Regions from separate parts of the Capra hircus genome. Here region 1 is linked to region 2. Evidence: chromatin contacts called from public Hi-C data. All regions are on one chromosome and are shown on one strand. Each heading gives the region's core, a stretch centred on a gene start, on an enhancer-like site or on the middle of the called end of the contact. The rest is flanking DNA. Distances are from core to core; before and after follow the strand shown. Region 1 has its middle 17 kb from the start of NSD1. Region 2 overlaps NSD1 (histone-lysine N-methyltransferase, H3 lysine-36 and H4 lysine-20 specific).

Evidence for each region. Hi-C and Micro-C count contacts between places; a contact is called where the count stands out from the background.
Region 1: a Hi-C map of blood shows a contact between it and region 2, with 2.3 times the contacts expected there. The contact joins two enhancer-like sites. A contact is called at or near these places in 2 of 5 Hi-C or Micro-C datasets (both in blood).

The regions. Positions count from the first base shown.
Region 1 is chr7:72,010,034-72,014,578 of ARS1.2, reverse strand. No RefSeq gene overlaps it. Among named protein-coding and RNA genes, the nearest start is that of NSD1, 17 kb to the right of the region's middle. Within about 2 kb of position 1,753, at least 3 of the 5 cell types and tissues checked have an H3K27ac peak or open chromatin away from gene starts, as enhancers often do.
Region 2 is chr7:71,852,530-71,857,756 of ARS1.2, reverse strand. NSD1 (histone-lysine N-methyltransferase, H3 lysine-36 and H4 lysine-20 specific) reads left to right here. Exons shown (of 23, transcript XM_018050618.1): 22 at 936-1,140; 23 at 2,868-5,227. The coding sequence ends at 4,492. Among named protein-coding and RNA genes, the nearest start is that of RAB24, 10 kb to the right of the region's middle. Within about 2 kb of position 3,881, at least 3 of the 5 cell types and tissues checked have an H3K27ac peak or open chromatin away from gene starts, as enhancers often do.

The DNA.
Region 1 (4,545 bases), core at 504-3,003, 160 kb before region 2:
TACCAAGACTTGTCAGCTTCCTCAAAGGCTCTAGGGAGAATCCTTACAAATCTCTATGACGTAGAGTATCTTCATATCTCTACCTTGCAGTTGGAAATGTGGGCTCACAGAAGTCCAGGAGGACCCATAAGATAATCCAACCAGGATTTGAACCCTGGTCTCTCTGTCTCCCAGTCTGCCTGCAACAGCTTCCTGTCCTGGTATGACAGCTCCTGGCTGTCTCTTCTGCCCCATCACTGGGCAGTGCTAACTTTGTGGAGCAGACAGATTAGACAGGGAGAAGAATATTATACAGGACAAGAAGGACTTTCACTTCTGCTTTTTCTCTCTTGTTTACCTCCCTTATGCAGCTTTTGCATTGAAGGTGAGGTGATGAGACAGTTCCCATCCCTGGGGTAGAGAGAAGCTGGGCTGAAGGATGAGGCAACTAATTTTGAGCACCTTCTCTGTGCCAGGCATTATGCCAACCAACATTCATTTCTTCATTAATTCAGGACACAGTAATGAAGCACCCACTGTTGGCTGGTCACAGGTGACACAGTACTTCCAAGCTTTTGGCACACAGCAATAAACACATATATTTATTTTATATGTAAAGAAAGAAAGAAAATGAAGTCGCTCAGTCCTGCCCGACTCTTTGTGACCCTGTGGACTGTAGCCTGCCAGGCTTCTCTGTCCATGGGATTCTCCAGGCAAGAATACTGGAGTGGGTTGCCATTTCCTTCTCCAGGGGATCTTCCCAACATAGGGATCAACCCTAGATCTCCTGGATGGCAGGCAGACTCTTTACCGTCTGAGCCACCAGGGAAGCTTTATACGTAGAGATACGTTTTAAAATATTCATACTGTAAATGAGCCCTCAGCTTAAAAAATATTTATTGACTAAAACACCTACTTTCAGCCTTAGGTACCCATGAGACATGCAGGTATGAAGTCTGGAACTCTGGGACAAATCTAAGCTAGAGTTTGAGGCTCATAAATTACTGGCATTTAGGACATGCCAGTGACCAGACGGGATTCCTCAGTAAATCTGGGTAAACAATCAGCAAGGTGGACCTTGTTTGCCAAACAGGAAGGAAGGGAGGCATACCCATGACAGGGTGGCGCAGAGAAGGGCTTGATACAGAGGTAGGAAGGGATCAGACTAGAGCGGGAGCTTCTGGAAACCTTGTTAGTTCCCAAGGGTCAAGAGTCAAATGCTGCAAAGCGGAGCAGCAAAGATTATGAAATACGACCGGTTCTTGCTGGAGCAGGACTGCTAGTGACCTGAAGCCAGACTAAAGTGGGATGAGAAAGGGAGGCCAGAGCCAGCGGAGGGGAGAAGAGAGAGAGCCTCGCTGTAGACGCATGGAGATCTTTCTCTTACCAGGAGGAAAGACTACATGGCTTGCGGGCTGCCGAGAAAGAGCGAGAAAGACAGGAAGGCTTGGAGCTCCAGGGGTGCGAAAGGAGAAAGATGCACAAAAGAGGGCGGAAGCATTAGGGCGGGACCCAGAGCCCAAGAGAAAGCGCTAGCCCAGCCCAGTCCTCTTTTCTATCTCAAAACGATGGGACAGGGCGCAATCTCTGGCTGGATTTGCGGCATGCCGGACATTACTAGATACTGCCGGCCCTTTCCGAGCGCGCCCCACTGCGTAAGATCACCTTTCCCCAGGCTACACCACCCTCTGCTTCCGAGGGCAGAGCGGATCGCGCGGCCCAAGGCCTGGCCCCTGCTGATTGGCCCACGGGAGCCACCTGACCGAGCCGGCCAATCGGAGGCTCTCTCCCAAGGAATGGGGCCCCACGTGTGGGCCCTGGTGCAAAGCTGAGCTGCTGTGAGGCCCGGCGGCCATACGAACAGCGAGGTTAGAACAGTTCTCAGCCCCTGAGGAACTCAAGAGGAGGCCCAGCCTCCCCCAACCCCGCCAGATTCCCGCCTATCCGGCTACTACAACCCCCCGACCCTTTTGCTAAATTCCCTCTCTTGGCAGCTTCTGTGACTCAGCCGAGGTGTGTTCATCCTTGTCCCTCTGCCTTGACTGATCCAAAGTGGTGATTTGGAGGAAGACAGACCTAAGTTCCAGTCATCGTGTGACCAATGGCAACTATTTAACATTGTTGAGCTTCATCTGTAAAACGGGACTCCTAATACCTACTGTGGTGTTTTTGTAAGGATTGTAAAGCCCAGCGCCTGGTATATGGTGAGCTCCCCCAAAACATTGATTATATATATTTTTTACTATTGTCTATATTTCTACCTATTAGGAATTCACAATCCTCATTATACAGGGTCTTGTGTTTAGCTATTTTTTATTCCTGTCCTCTTGTTAGAATGTAAACTGTCCACGGGAATGTGCCTATACGCCTTTTTAGTCTTCCAACTCCATGGTCTCTTCACTTGGTCTGACAAGGGTAAATTTAACTTACATAAACAGTAGCAGGACAGAGTATACAAAATCAAGGAATTTATAGCACGGAGACTCTCAGCAGTTAGGTGGGGCTATTTATAATGCAACATTAATGTACTAGGGAAAAAAAAGTCTTAGAAGACTACCAGGTACCAGCTTTGTGAGCTCAGGCAGATCTTGACCTCTCTGAGCCTCATGAGAACAATAATCATGACTGTAACAACTGCAGGACTAACCAGCTGCTAGGTACTATGTGAAGCTCTTATTAGCTGTCCACAGCCCCACTTGACAGAGAGGACACACAGGCACAGAGAGGTTCTGTAACTTGCCTGAGATCACACAGCTATTAAGTGGTAGAGTTGGGGGTTCAAACAAGGTCTTTCGGGTCTGAGTCTACACCCATAACTGCACTGTGTGCTACCTCTCAGGCACCAGCACAGGCAGTTGGCACACAGTACGAAACTATGGAGAGGGCTGGGCTAACAGGGCAAAGTCTTCTCATCTATGAACCAGCGGAGGCCAGTGTAGCTGAAGGGCAGAGAGGGAGGGGAACGAGGTAGATGACGAGCCTGGACTTGCAGGCAGGTCCACATCTTTAAGATGTCTAGGCCACAGTGAGGAGCTGGGGTCAGCATGGCAGAAGCATATGACTAGGTGTTCCAAGGGCGTTTTTTTTGGGGGGCCCACACTGCGAGGCTTGTGGGATCTTAGTTCCCCAACCGGAGATCAAACCTTCACCCCTTGCATTGGAAACACAGAGTTGTAACCACTAGACCACCAGGGAAGTCCCTTCACAGGCATTTATGACCCTTTTGTTGCCACAGACCTGGGATGCAGAAGGCAGCAGCGGTCTTTCTTCTACTATGGTTTAGCATCAGTCCCTGCCAGGATTGGAGATCCAGGGCCTAGCATAGCCCTAAGTCCCCTGGCTGTCCCCCAGGGTCCCCTCCCTGGGCAGGACTAGAGATGTCACCACCTTGCCCCACCCCCCCAACCCACTTCCTCCTTTCTGGTCTCATAATTGTCTTAGGCTCATTAATATGACTAATTAGGTAGGCCTGAAGTCAATTGCATTCTCCTATCCTCCCACTATGTAAACCCTGAGATGCCTCATTATTTAAAGCCTCTGCAAGTCTCCCTGGGGCTTATTATGAACTCTAGACACATCAACTGACTCTCCAGGCAAGGGGCCCAGAATTCGGGGGAGCAGGGCAGGGCTCCTGTTGACCATTGAGCCTCAGTTGTTCATTTCATTGGTCCTGTCTTATCACTGACTTCTCTGGAAACTCCCTGGCAGTCTCCTCATACTCCCTGGGTTTTCTCACCGCCTGTCCTGCCCCTATCAAAGGCTTCTGGTCCCACCTCTTCTATGATGACTCTGGAGGTATTCTCTCTCATCTGGTTCTTCCTCTAGGTCTTCATACCAAATGTATTTCCAGCCACTAGCATGACATGTGCTCCTGATGTCCTTCAGGCTCTCCAAACCTAACATGCCTGAACAGCAACACCTGCCTTACTTCAAAGCATTCTTGTAAAAACATTAACCCAAGTGTAATCAAGCCTCTGCCCTTATATCCAGTTTACAGGAAATACAGGGGGGGATATGAACAGGTAATGAAGAAGCATCAGCCGAATGTAGAACATGGGGCCAGATAACTGGCCCAATCCCTGCAAAAGTCAATATTTCAGAAAAACAGGAGGTGGAGCATTCAAGGTTGTAAGAAACTTAAGAGCTGCAAGGACAAATGCAATATATGAAATTTGATTTGATTAATTCAGAAAAATCATCTATCAGAAACATTTGGTAGAAATTTGAATATGGAAAGAACTTTAGATATTAGGGAATTATAGGTGGTACTGTGATTATATAGGAGAATGCCCTCATACATTGGAGAAGTTTGCAGAGTCTTTAGGTGAGAAGTATCAGAATGTCTGTAACTCACTTTGAAATTGTACAGAAAAGAAATATCTATCTCTGGGACTTCCCTGAGCATCCAGTGGTTAAGACTTAGCGCTTCCACTGCAGGGGGAATTTAATCCAGCACGTTGCATGTAGGGGAAAAAAAAATCTTTATCTCTGAAGCAAATATAACAAAATTTTAACAGATACTCTAGGTGTATTGATTATATCTTTTTGTTTTGTATGTTTGAAAAA
Region 2 (5,227 bases), core at 2,632-5,131:
AACTATTTAATAAAAGGATTATTTTGACCTATAATACATGAAGAACACCCAATAATTATTCTTTTATCTATTAAATAAGAAAATGTACATTGGATTTTGTTTTTTGTTCTGTTGGTTGGTTAAATGGTCTTGTTTCTTAAGGTGTTCAGTGGATTTAGTCCCTGTAAATTAAAATAGTAACAGAATTTAATGGTGTTTGGTGTACTTGGGATGTCTGTTTCTGTATCCTTAAGGTCTGTGTAGCACTTCACAGGTGAATCAGTGAGAGAGAAATTTGAGAACAGAAGTTTAGAAATGGGAGGAGATCACTGTGGGCTGGCAATAAACTGGATTGGTCCTGGATGTTTCTAGGCCAAGGTAAATAATGTGATGAAACCATGCAGTTTGGTGGCCGCATGTGGGCTGCAGGCAGCACAGAGTAGACCTGCTGGCTGCTCCAGGGTCTGTCTAGGCAAGTGGTGGATATGAACCTAAACTGATGTAGATAAAAATGCAAAGACCACAAATTAGCTTTCTGAAAAGCTAATATGAGCTGGAACATGGCTCATATGAAGAGCTCAGTGAAGATTTGTTGAATAAATTTAGAAATGTGTGTGACTCAGAGAAGTCTTCCTTAGTTTTTAAATTAGACAAACTTAAGAATGAAAATAAAACTTATCATTAAAGGATGATCTTTAATACCAGCCTGTGTGTCAACATAAAGCAGCATATTTCTGTTTTATTGCACTCAGGTGGTAGGAGTAGTTGATGTCAGATACACTTAATGCTACCATTTATTGGGTACCAGTGATATGCCCTGTGCCTTTTTCTGCATTTTCTTTTATCTTCACAATAGTCTGTGAGGACTGTCTTTCCAGAGGAGAGTCTGAAGTACAGAGATTAATTAACCTGGTCAAGATCATACAACTAATGTGTCAACAATATTTGACCTCTAGAATCAACCCATTGCTACAGAGGAAAAGTCAAAGAAATTCAAGAAGAAGCAACAGGGGAAGCGCAGAACCCAGGGTGAAGTCACAAAGGAGCGAGAGGATGAATGTTTCAGCTGTGGGGATGCTGGCCAGCTCGTCTCTTGTAAGAAGCCAGGCTGCCCCAAAGTTTACCATGCAGATTGTCTCAATCTGACCAAGCGACCAGCAGGTTGGTGCCAGAATCCTTTCAGAGTTCCCTCTGTTCTCTGCCAGAATTCTCAGAGCCCTTTGGTCTTCCCATGCGTATATGCAGGGGTGGGATGATTCATATTCTCACTATCAAAGTAAATGACAACAAAGACTATAGGGAAGGGAACAGAAGCTCACTTGCTCCATGAAGCATTTTATGTTAGTTTATCCTCCCACCAGCCTGTAAAGATGAGGCCTTTTTATCTTCCCATGTTTCAGATGAGGAAACTTGTCACATTAAAGCGTATAGATGCAGGGACTGGCTTGAAAGCCAGAAGTTTTCTGACTTTAAGCCCACTACATCATGTTCACTCTCTAGAGAAAGAGACGCTGAGAAAGAGTGGAGCTTCTGGGTGATTATAGGCCCACTTCCCTCTGAAAGAGATGCAGTTGTATTAGTAAACACAGGAGAACCTATGCAAGCAGGTGCAGTACTCAGAAATACGTGGCTAGAAAAATTGTCACCGGTCTTTGGATGATCATTTGATGTTAGAGGAGTTCAGGGATTCGGGTGTGCTGTGTATTTTAAACAACAAAAGTGAGAAACTGTTCTGGGTGACACGCACCGTTCGTGGCCTGCTTCTGGGAACTGCAGAGAGAGAACTTTGGGTTGGGAGTGAGAGGAGTTTGTCTGAAAATTAGCCTTTCTTCAGTATGTGGTTGCCAGGATAATGAAATAATAGAAACTGAGATAGCTTGGGGGCAAGGCCATAACACTGATTTCAGTGCCAGGAAGTGGGGAATTGTTTCAGAAGCAATTACTCGGGGTCATAGCTGGCACAGGTTGTGATAGACCTCATCTTGCCAATTCTAGAGCCAGGAGTGAGCTCTAGCATAGTTCACTTGGAAGGAGCTGGGATGGAAACAGCTGTCCATATCAGAGACTCTGGTATCATGAAATGAGGATAAAAGAGAACAGCTTAGGTTGGCTTTGGGTCTTTTCTGTTGATTCTTTGTAGACTACACAGATTAAATTTGTTCTAATTTCCAGTTTTAATGTTGAGCAGAGATAAATCTGTTTCCATTGTTCACTGTGTGTATCTACTCCCTATTCCTAGTAACAATGAAGTAAGCAGTTTAATTGGCTGATATTTTCTCCCTAGAGTTAAATATTTAAACGCTATGTAGGACGAATGGAATTTGTAAATATAGAAAAGTAGTATGTTCACATTCCATCTAAGGGGAGCTTTGGGTTTGGTTTTGTTGCTATTTCTCTCCTTGTTGGAATTAGTTGTATAAATCAGGCAGAGAACTCCTTGGTGGTGGTTGTTCACCGACTGCTGCTTTCCGCAGAGAGCTCGTGCCCCTTGTCCATATCCCCTCCCTCAGCATCTGGGGTTTACTTTCTGCAAAATGTGTAAAAACAACAGCCAAACATTAAGTCACAACTGAGTATCAATTAAAAACCCAATAGGTTTTGTTTTGTTATTGTTATTTCTCTCCTTGTTGGAAGTAGTCATAGAAATCAGGGTTTCCTCCTGCTTGGTTTTAAATTGATACTTAGTTGTGACAATATTTGGGGGTTATTTTTATACATTTCACAGAAAGTAAAGCCCAGATCCTAAGGGAGGGGGTGTGGGCGAGGGCCACGAGCTCTCCACAGGAGGCAGCAGTTTGCAGTCACTTTTTTGACTTGGTTCCAGAGCTGTGGCCCATCTCAGGCATGTCTTGTTTTCCTTAGTTTGTGTTTCACTTCTGTGTTTTCAGGGAAATGGGAGTGTCCTTGGCACCAGTGTGACATATGCGGAAAGGAAGCAGCCTCCTTCTGTGAGATGTGTCCCAGCTCCTTCTGCAAGCAGCATCGGGAAGGGATGCTCTTCATCTCCAAACTGGATGGGCGTCTGTCTTGTACTGAGCATGATCCCTGTGGGCCCAACCCTCTGGAACCGGGGGAGATCCGTGAGTATGTACCTCCTCCAGTACCACTGCCTCCAGGCCCAAGCACTCACCTGGCAGAGCAATCATCAGGAGTGGCTGCTCAAGGGCCCAAGATGTCGGACAAGCCATCTGCTGACACCAACCAGTCGCTGTCGCTGTCCAAAAAAGCTCTGGCAGGGACTTGTCAGAGGCCCCCGCTGCCTGAAAGGCCTCCTGACAGAACTGACTCCAGGCCCCAGCCTGTAGATAAGGTCAGGGACCTTGCTGGGTCAGGGACCAAACCCCAATCATTGGTATCCAGCCAGAAGCCATTGGACAGGCCAACTGCAGTGGCAGGACCAAGACCCCAACTATCTGACAAACCCTCTCCAGTGACCGGCCCAAGCTCCTCACCCTCAGTCAGGTCTCAGCCACTGGAAAGACCTCTGGGGACAGCTGATCCAAGGCTGGATAAATCCATAGGTGCTGCCAGCCCAAGGCCCCAGTCACTGGAGAAAACCCCTGTCCCTACTGGCCTGAGACTTCCACCGCCAGAGAAACTGCTAGTCACCAGCGGTCCCAAACCCCAGACTTCAGACAGACCCCCTGACAAATCCCATGTCTCTTTGTCCCAGAGACTTCCACCTCCTGACAAAGTACTGTCAGCTGTGGTCCAGACCCTGGTAGCTAAAGAAAAAGCACTGAGGCCCGTGGACCAGAATACTCAGTCAAAAAATAGAGCTGCTTTGGTGATGGATCTCATAGACCTAACTCCTCGCCAGAAGGAACGGGCAGGTTCACCCCATGAGCTCACACCACAGGCTGATGAGAAGATGCCAGTGTTGGAGTCAAGCTCATGGCCTGCCAGCAAAGGTCTAGGACAGATACCACGAGCTGTTGAGAGAGGCAGTGTGTCAGATGCTGTCCTTCAGCCACTGGGCAAAGCAGCGGCCCCTTCAGAACACTCCTGGCAAGCTGTTAAATCACTCACCCAGGCCAGACTTCTTTCTCAGCCCCCTGCCAAGGCTTTTTTATATGAGCCAGCAACTCAGGCCTCAGGAAGAGCACCTGCAGGGGCTGAACAGACCCCAGGGCCTCCCAGTCAAGTGCCAGGCCTGGTGAAGCAGGTGAAGCAGATGGCTGGGGGCCAGCAACTACCTGGACTCGCTGCCAAGAGTGGGCAGTCCTTCAGGCCTCTTGGGAAGCCCTCCCTCTCCACGGAAGAGAAGAAGCTGGCAACCACAGAGCAGAGTCCCTGGGCCCTGGGCAAGGCCTCGCCAGGGCCAGGGCTCTGGCCCATGGTGGCTGGACAGACACTGGCACAGTCTTGCTGGTCCTCCGGGAGCACACAGACACTGGCACAGACTTGCTGGTCTCTTGGAAGAGGGCAAGACCCTAAACCAGAGCAAAGTACACTTCCAGCTCTTAACCAGGCTCCTTCCAGTCACAAGTGTGCAGAGTCAGAACAGAAGTAACACCAGTAAATGCCACGTGACCAGACCAGCCTCCCCCAGGGTTCTTGGGGAAGGGAAAAATCTTTTTCCCTCTTAAAAAGAACAGACCCCAACACTTTTCCACTGTTATTCTTTCCTTATATCCCAGCATTCAGAACTCTTGTGACATTAGCCAGTGGGGGGGGGCTTGTGGTTGTATGAGCCATGTATGGAAGTCCAAGTGGGCCCCAGCCAAGGAAACAGACAGACTCGGGTCTCTTCCCCCCCAACCTTTACTCATGGTGAACTTGAAATAAAAAGTCCACTCTGGAGTCAAGCATGGGATTCAATTCCACTGGTCAGGTTGGAAGGTAGTAGGGCTCTCAAAGCTCTATCTAATCCTGCCACGCCCCACTGAGGGTACCTGATGAATCCTTGGGAGGAACTAATACCCGTTCAAGTCGGTGGTGATTTCTTGAACATCTGTGTGTGCTAGGTGTGGTATCAGTCACTGGCAGGAAATATAGAGATAAATAAGACCTGATCCCTGTGAGCCTAACATGCCTGCCTGGGTTCTCAGGTTGTTTTTAAAGAACCTTTGACCAGGAAATAAATAACAGGAAGTTTGAGGGGCCCTGGGGCTCTGGGCTCATTTTGTAATGTCCTTTGTGGCCCCAGAAGTGGTTGTTCTTGAGTGTCTCCTGGTCAGGTGTCCCTGTGTGCGTGTGCATGCATGAAAGCTCATGCAGAGGTCTCCTCTATAGGCAGGAGGGGGCT